2 separate regions of the Gossypium hirsutum genome follow, and region 1 is linked to region 2. A link is a contact called in public Hi-C data. All regions are on one chromosome and are shown on one strand. Each heading gives the region's core, a stretch centred on a gene start, on an enhancer-like site or on the middle of the called end of the contact. The rest is flanking DNA. Distances are from core to core; before and after follow the strand shown.

What was found. Hi-C and Micro-C count contacts between places; a contact is called where the count stands out from the background.
Region 1: a contact with region 2 is called in a Hi-C map of leaf, with 1.9 times the contacts expected there. The contact joins the promoter of LOC107889263 here to the promoter of LOC107889289 in region 2. A contact is called at or near these places in 7 of 34 Hi-C or Micro-C datasets (anther, callus, hypocotyl and 1 more).

The regions. Positions count from the first base shown.
Region 1 is chrA11:108,015,102-108,019,908 of Gossypium_hirsutum_v2.1, reverse strand. LOC107889263 (AT-hook motif nuclear-localized protein 14) reads right to left here and starts at 2,871. Exons shown (of 6, transcript XM_016813632.2): 1 at 2,421-2,871; 2 at 681-733. The coding sequence starts at 2,775.
Region 2 is chrA11:107,778,177-107,782,649 of Gossypium_hirsutum_v2.1, reverse strand. It overlaps LOC107889289 (putative GPI-anchor transamidase), which reads right to left and starts at 3,183. Exons shown (of 12, transcript XM_041081669.1): 1 at 2,847-3,183; 2 at 1,991-2,032; 3 at 1,748-1,892; 4 at 1,253-1,482; 5 at 1,023-1,080; 6 at 581-658; 7 at 296-384; 8 at 1-41. The coding sequence starts at 2,998. LOC107889307 (myosin-11) reads right to left here. Exons shown (of 40, transcript XM_041081670.1): 40 at 3,521-4,450. The coding sequence ends at 4,327.

The DNA.
Region 1 (4,807 bases), core at 1,622-4,121, 240 kb before region 2:
AAAAATGATCGAGAAAATCAATGCAGAAAGGGGGGGAAAAGGGCCATGTCTTAAAATTATTGCATATGCAAAATGCCTTAACTGCCATCCCCTTATAACTATCAAGTATAAACAGGAAAATCCAAATAAAAAATGAAACATAACAGGAAGTATCACAAATATCCTCAGGATTCATGAAACTTTCCACACTGGCTATATTGGCTTCAACTTGCTTGTAGTAAAACACCACAACCTTGAAAGTTTTTAAGGATTTCATATCAGAAACAGAAAGTCGCACACAAAACTTTCTCATAACAGACTTTTGCCATTGATGATTTTACAAATTTCTCTTCTTTGACAATTTAGTCCTTTACTAAAGCACTGCTATTCTGAACTTGAAATATGTTATTATCAATAGATGAGGCAAAATCAATGGGACATTTTATAAATCGAACCATGCCTCAAAACCTTGCTTCAAGGTATGAAAAAAATGTAAAACTACACCAAATTCTTTAACAAAAAAGGAGAGCACAGCTTTTGGAAACAATTAGACAATGCAGGAAAATAGTTCCAACAGATTATATAAATTCAAAAGCACCAGGATTGGTATGCATGAATATCTGTGACTCAAGGACTCAAGGATGTGTAGAACTGACTATCTAAAATATTAAAAAAACTTGTAAAAGTAATAAGCATCATACCTCTCCTGCAACTACATTGATAACATGTAGAGTAAAACCTTGACCAGCATTGCCTGCACCAATTAGAAAGAAGCAGGAATAAGAATTAAGCATCTAATTGAAACTCAGAACCAACTAGAAGCAAATGATAACTAAACCTACTAAAGAACCAAAGTACCAGACATCACACAGCCACGAGAAACATACAATGTATGTGGGGGTAAAAGCACATTCATAAATGAAACAAAACGAAAGTTTGATTCATATAAATGATATTCTAGGAGAGGGTTAACTAAAAATATGCATTCATCTGTCCTAATTCAACATTGCACAATTCTTGAAAAGGTGTACGCCAGAACAGTCATCTGGTGTATTGATGAATTTGACATAAAAATAACAGACACAAGGTTACCATCCAAATTGAAGAACAAAAGAAAAAGGCTCATTCCCAGTTTCCTACTGACAACAGGAAAAAGGAAATTTTCTTTTTCTCTATTATTCATGTGACTCAAAGATTGATTTTTCTCTTTCCTTTTCTCTATTAGTCCCATATTTTTTTTCTTATTTAACCAATCTGCTCAGTCTATGGCACTATCCACCACCAGTAACTAGCAATCAACATGTAGAACACACAACTCAACTGTGATCTGGATTTTGGTTATGAAACCAAAGCTACATAGATACATGTAGATATACCATCTTCTAGCCAAAAGCAAACCCGTGGAGCTTCGAAAAATAAATCAAAGCAACCATGCAAGCCAGTTTTGCAGTTATAAGTTAAACAAAAAAGGCTCCTCGCAAAGGAACAGAAAAAAAGGAATACAGAAGAATGAACTGCCATCAAGTAATGTGGAAATCTAAAATCAGGTTTGCACATAATGAAAAAATGTCCCCCAAATGGATTGAATTTTTTTTCTTTTTTTCTTTTTCCCCACACAAATAAAGGTTTTAAAAGAAATGCAAATCTGCCCAAAAATGCAGCAAAAATTATCAGAAATTTCAAAAATATTACAACCAAAAACAAATACGGAACAAAATAAATAAGCCAAAGGAAATTATAAAGACAATGACCATACACAAATAGAGAAACCTATAGGTAACCGTAAGCTAAAAGTTCTTTAAAATTAGAAGTTGTCAATTAAACAACTAAAAATAAATTTGTAGATGGGGAAGCGGGGTTCACCCCAAACAACCAAACAGAGGGCAAAGGATCATAATTTAAAACATCAAAAAAATTCTTAATAAATTTCAAAAAATTTGCAATAAGCTCCCCAGAAATGATTAAACTGGCAAAACGATAGACGAAAGTAGAAAATATTTTTCAAAAAGCACACACACCTAGAGCAAACAAAGGCAACGATTCGTAAACAATGCACCCAAAACACACGCAAATTCAAAAAATTTGCAACACAAGCACTCCCAAAACCATCAAATTCACGAATAGGAACCACAAAGAAAGTAATTTTCGTTAACAAGAAAAAACCCAACCACAGCAAACAAGCATTCGCTTCTCACGTAATGCACCAAAAAGTAATCCCAATTCCAGCAAATTTGCAACAAAAGGTTCTCGAATTTCACCAAAAAAGCACCGGAAGAAGAAATTTTGATTTTTTTTCCAAAAACACCTAGAGAGTATATAAAGCTAATGGTGTCCCATCGCATGCACCAAAAGCCTCTCAACTTTCAATAATTTTGCAACTCCCAAACCCAAAACCATCAAATTCACCAAAAAGGGTACACCAAAAGTAATAAACCTTTTACCTAAAGCAACCAACTGAGATTTCCTAGAAGACCCGGAAAGCGAAGCACCGGCGCCACCAAGAGCCAACTGCTGCAGCTGCTGATGTTCTCTCCTTTCCTTAGAGGTCGATGACGCCGTTTTCTTAGCGGCCATCGCCTGTTCCGGGGTGCCATACTTCCTAGGCCTCCCTCTCTTCCGCCTCGCAGGCTCCAGGGGTGACATCACCGCGGAAGGCACGGAGTGAGGGTATACCATGTGGTGGGAACCTCCACTCTCGTTAGGCGGCAGAAGGCCATTAGTCGGTGACGGAGTGGTGTTGACAGTGGTGGAGGTGTTGGTGGTGAAGTAGTGTTGTTGGGCTTCATTGCGTTCCATTGGTTTTTCAATATTTTTGAGGTTTTAGAGAGAGAAAGAGGAAAATCTCTGCAGATTTTTTTATTTTTTATTATTTTTAGTTTATAATTTGTTTTTGTTTTTTTGTTTTAGGTTTTTTTATTTATTTTAATCTGGGGTCGTGTAAGCTGAGCCGTTGGATGAAAGTTACGAAGGTAAGATGATTGACTTTTGATATTTGACTGTTCAAAAGATGTCTTGATAAACGGATTAGTTTATTTTGTTTTTAGGGTTTTAGAGGTTTTCCCCCCTAAGATCCAATAATATTATATACGATAATAATATATTTAAATATATAAATATTCTAAAATTATATAACATAAAATTTCAATACTATACTGTGGTAATATCGAATTTAAAATACACATCTACCTTTAAAAATAACAAAAATAAATAATAAAACATCAATTTAAAACTAATAACAATAATATATGTACGAAATTAAAATTAAAAAATAGTTTAAATTATGAATAAAATTTTTTTTAAATGGGTAAATACATCAAAATAAATAATTAAATACACTATAATTGTTTATTATAGCGTTGTTGTTTTTCATAAGTTGGTATCGAATTAATTCGTAACACCAACTTAATCAATGACATTATTAATACGAAAATTCTATCACACATGTATGCAATATACACTAACAAATGGGTGAAACAATTTCTACAATAACATTGAAATGTATAAAAAGAATTAAAATAAAACTTTGATTAAATTTGTAAAGAAATTATTTTAAAAGTGTTGGTGGTATGAGTCTAAATCAAACCATAAGTAAATTTTTATTAATTTTATTTAAAAAATAAAAAGATAAAAGTGCCCTTACAATAATATAATATATTTATACATCAAAGGGTATTTTTATAATTCTTTTAATCAAGTTAAAACCCAATTAAAAGTGACATTAACTCAACATCATAAAATATACAATAAAATGTTAGAATATTTTTTTTAACTAATATCACAGTTGAAAAAAAATGCTTATATATCATACCCCAATTTTTATTTAGGTAATTAGTGTGATTTGGTTGACAAGACAATTTGTGTAGTGCATGTTTTTGTCAAACACAAACTTTTCGTCAATCATTTCATTTTCTTCTTAAATCCTGGTTGTTGGATTTAAATAGTAACAAACTTTAGGCTATTAGATTGTAGGTAGCTTTTATTTTGTATAATTAAAATAGAAAAGCTATTATTATGATTTTTTTAGTGCAGTACTTTTAATTATAAGGTATTTTTTATTTATCACAAAATTTTCAATAATTTCGTAAAGGAAAACACACAATTTAAATACTTTATCAGTTTTTCCAGTAAAACACTTCTAGTTAGAAGTATTTTTCAAATACCATGTGCGTGTGTAATCTTGTCCAATTATTTCTAACATTTTAATTTAAGTCTCATATCCAATTTTAGTGGTTGGTTATAAATTGGAGATGATACATAATTCATCTTGTAACAATCTGATTTTCAATTGTATCGAATAATATGATTTCGAAATCTCATCTATAAATATTAAATAGAGATATTTAAGGAGTTAGTATAAAAATATATTAAAATTTGGTTAAGTAATAGCCGAAAATGTGGTTAATTAAGGCTCAGGAACTAAATTGTACAAGTTTAATCGCTATAAATTTTTAATTAGGAAAAGGCTCGGGAGCTTAAATAACAATTATCCAAGGAACTAAAATGGCTAATAGACCAATTTTAAGTAGATGATAGTCGGATGTGATGTTGATTGTCACTAAATTAAATTAATTAAGGATTTATGTTTAATCAAGCATGACTAAAGTAATTAATTATGTTTAATTAAAATTAATCTAATTATATAAGTAAAAATTAGTAGGAAAAAGATGAAAAAGTCATCATCTATTTGATATTCGACCAAGATTTTAAGTAAGTCCCCATCCATTTTTCTTTGATTTTATAGATTTTTTTTCATGGGAGCTTGATTAAGCTAACCCCTGTATCAATTTATTCAATTAGTGAGATTTTGATAAGTTTCCATTGTTGAGAA
Region 2 (4,473 bases), core at 1,934-4,433:
CGGTAGACATCAACAAACTTGGATTGTAAGAACTGAAAAGACTGCAAATAACCAGAAAACCAGAGTTTACTTTTCAGATGAAAATGCTGAGGAAGTGACAAATATGCCAAAAAGAAAAACCAACTTAAATGGATGAGGAGAGAAAACTTCAATTGAGAAAAGCATGCTAAATAGAATACAAGAAAATTGAAAATTGAAATACTTGACAAGAAAAAGCTCAATAAGGATTTTAAGACACTTCAGATCGAAAACAAAAGTAGCTATCTTATTATTATAAATTCTGAAGCGGATGTACCTGCTCAATGAGGCATTGTCATATATATTTAGCCTCTCAAAAAAAGCAAGGGTATAATAGGTGAAACGGTCCACAACTGATACACCAACCTGCAGTAAAATAAGAAATGAATAAGAATGAGAACATGTATCTGTGTAACCAGGAAGCCAACCTACCAAAACCAGATACCACTTAGGTGATAAATACATACATGCATGGCATTTTTTTCTTTTTTTTTGTTTGGGGGGGGGGACATGTCATTCAGAGGGTGCTAAAAGGAAAAAACAATTTCCTCTGATCACTTACATCAGAATCCAAGTGATGTGAGTACGAGTTCTCTCCCTTCATGCTACTTCCAATAGCCAAAACGCCAGGGGACTGAAACTGCAAAAATAGAGAAAAAAGATCATCAATTTAGCATCAGATCAGTTATCAGATAAAGTGCATTTTATTGCCTACAAACATAGAAGTTTCAGAATGTCGCATCTATAAGCAATCAAAAACAGTCCTGAATTGCAAATGTATATGACAACATACTTATCAGGAGGTGGGCTAAAATGTGATTTCATGCAGCAATGGATCTATTTGAAGTTCGAACAAAATTGAATCTTTTGACAAATAAACACATTTTCCACATAAATAAATGGTCAAAGAGCAATATTCCTATCAGAAATGCATAATTTTATGGGAAAATTTTGAATAATGTTAGATTTGAGGAAGTAAAGCTCTATTTAAAGCAGATAAAAACCTGATTAAAGAGAGTGGCTGCTTGACAAGTGTCCACCATTATCAGCAATTCCTTAAATCTGAATTTGCAGCATCAGCAACAGTACGAGTCCATTTTCGCATAGCAATTACAACTATAGAGCATCAGCAAAGTGCATATAAAGCAAAACATGAATCAAGGTTCCTACCTATGTTTTGCTTTAAAGTATTGGGTAGATAAATAGTATCATTTGCTTTTTCCTATGTTCTCACCTGTGCTTTTCTTTCATCTGTTTCACAGCATCAGCTAAATCATGACTCTGTAGTTCCTCCGAGTCTTGAAACTTTAAAAACTCATCTCCCCCATGCCCTGTCATATATAGAAGAATGTGACTGCCTTCATCACTCAAAAGCCGCTTTGATCTTGGAACAGCAGTCTCATGACGTCCAGTTAAAACACGCAAAAAATTTTCCACTGTTACTTCATAACCTCGATAATCTACCTGAGTGATTACAACTTGGATAAATTAGGGTTGGTCAAATGAACAGAGTAATAAAAGGGGGAAAAAGGACAACCCTTCAAGCACAACATGCAACAATATGCACCCAGTGAAACACCTAAGATAATCAATGTTTGGTACCATGCACGTTACATTAGGGTAGACCATCTTACTATGCCCACCACGTGGCCTACACTCCCTGCCCCCCTCTTGCCTGTGCCGACCCACACAATCAAGCCAATTAAGTAATTGATCACTAAGAACTAACCTCAACATTATCTCCATAAAGGTTGAGTCTATGGTTCTCATTGTTGAAAACTTGAGCAGGGTACTTGTTTCTAGTGTTGCAGGCCATGTCATCTGCAAGCATGAGTATTATCCTCTCATCAGGTATTCCTAGTCGCTTAACTGTCCTGGAAATCCAAACAAAGGAAAAAAAATTAACCAAAATAAACAAATTATAACAGAAAAAAAGAAAAGAAAAGAAAAGACTAGGTTGGTGCCTGGTTACCTATACAAGGATAAAGTGTTCGCCATATGACGATAGTTAAACCTGAAAGGGAAAATTCACAATTATTTCAATTAACAATTTCAGGACTCTACATTGTGCTCTGTTTTAGCTGATCAAATACAGTAAGAGGAAGGAAGTTAAAAATAGTGTAGTGCAACCTTGTTCGAATTTGTCTTCCTTGTTAAGTGACAGAAACTAACGAGATAGCTGTCCCATACAAACATCTAAATATTTCATTGCTCCAGAAGATAGAAAGGTGAGAAAAGAGAATTTTGTTGAGGAGCAGAACCTTGACCACAGCCATTACCACATTTGAATTTGCTTTTGCATTGATAAACCAGAAGTAAAAAAAAGCATTTGCTTTGAAATCATCGACTGAGGAACACCTCACCAGCACTAACAAAAAGAATAGCTTCTAATAAAGAAAAACGGAAAGCTGATAGTTTATTCATCATTAGTAATTACCACTAGTTTGAGGGGTCAAAAGGACTTGCACAAAGAAAATAAGCAAATATCAAAACACAAAAAAGTTTCTCAGAGTACAAAGAGGCAGAGTTTCATTATATCAAACTTACAATGACATAATCAAACAAAGCCACAGAGTTCAAACAATCAAATGAATTACACATCAAAATAGCATCTAAAAGTCTCTCCTATATCCTCTCAACTTCAGATTGGTGCCAAACAAATGTAGCTAGAAATCAAATCAAACAAAAAATTAAGGGAGAAAAAGATGGGTTATCTTAATTATCCCCAATATTACACGAGTATGATTCATTTGATCCTAAAACTCAATGAAAAGAAAAAAAAAGGGGAAATATAGAAAAAGTGCACAAATTGAGGTTGTTTTTATTACCAGAAACGAGAGGTGCAAACTAAGACAGCCCAATTGTTAGTATGCATGGCGGCTTCGACAGGAGAAGAATTGTATGCAATCGAACTGTAGAGAAGCAAACATGGTAATAAAAGTAAATGAAAAAGTGATTTGGGATTTATGAAAGTTTCCATCTTGAATTCCAGCCGATATCGTTTCCAATGCAATAACAGATCAAAGAAAACGAATGATAAATCTAATTTTAGAAATCTGCAGCAAAGCTTGAACTAGCGGCACTAGAGAAGAAAAGCCGAACGACGCCGTTACCAGGTTGAGTTAAATTTTAATTATTATTATTATTAATTTCTTTTTTGAAATTTAGACAGCCCAATATCCCATTCCCATGAACCTTTTTTTGGTTAACTCAGAACCCGTTTATCTTATTTCCGGGTCCAACCCGAATCCGACTTCACATTAACAGTTTTACTAGTATAGTTTTGACTTTTGACTTAAAAAATTCTTCCTCATTTACTTTTCCGAGTATTTTGAGGAAGCTCTCCCAGTTGGTTCCTCCTTTTATCAAGCCTTTTAAGGATACTCTCTTTCTCTATGGCCAAACAAGATAAGCAACACAAGATTTTCATTTTTTCTTTGAAGGGCATTTCGTCTTGTTAAACTTGCATTTTTTGGGTCGATCATCTCATTTTGACTTCTGGGTTTGTGTCAGTTTAAGCATTGGATGTTCTGTCTAGTGTTTTTAAGACAACCCCATTCATATTCTACTTGCGACTCAGGAAACTATCTTCATTTTGTTGTTTTAGTGGCATTGATATATATATATGTACATCATGAATATGTGATTGAATGTTAGTAGTTGGGTCATGGATGGCCAAAATTATTGTTTTCTTGGTGAACAATGAAGGAAAAAGCAAGTTTTGAGGGAATTGTTCTTTTTAAGTATCTTTCCAAGTGTACAAGTATGGGAGGAAAACTTCAATTTTCTTGATATGTCAAAAAAAATTATTATTTCTTGGTGATTAGTTATTAGATTGGTGCCTTTTTCCTTTCATTTGATGACTACACCTCATGTCATGAGTTCTTGGACTGTCATAGTATATGGTACTAATTATTCAAAGTCCTGCATTTATTGGTAGTAATAGTGTGTTCATGGAAAAGAGTAAACTGAGGAAATGTTACATAGTGAAATAATTGGCCTAGAAGATTGGACTAGAAATACTGCAAAATGTGAAAATAGTTCTCTGCTTTAATTATTTTTCCCATAGATAAAAAGGATGAACTAATTGTACAACATAAGTGAAAATTTAGACAACTGTGCTAAGTAGGGAAGAAAGACATATTCCTCTTTGAATCAATGACCTATAATGTGAAAACAAAATTTTGGACAAATATTTCTAGTCTTAAAGCAAGATGAATGAACACCTTAAGGACATTCACCGTTAATGAGGTTGGAAGGTGAATCTACACCTTGGAAGAAGCAATCCATTGCTGGAATCAGATTTGATTAATCTGAACGTGGCAACAAGAAACTAAAGCCTATGTTCTCGCGAATAAGTGGCGGTGGTTCAATGTCCGCAATGTCTATTTGTTCCATCGACTTTGATAGGTCGTCAACTGAAAATGGAATGCTGCAAAACGATAAAAGTTGTGG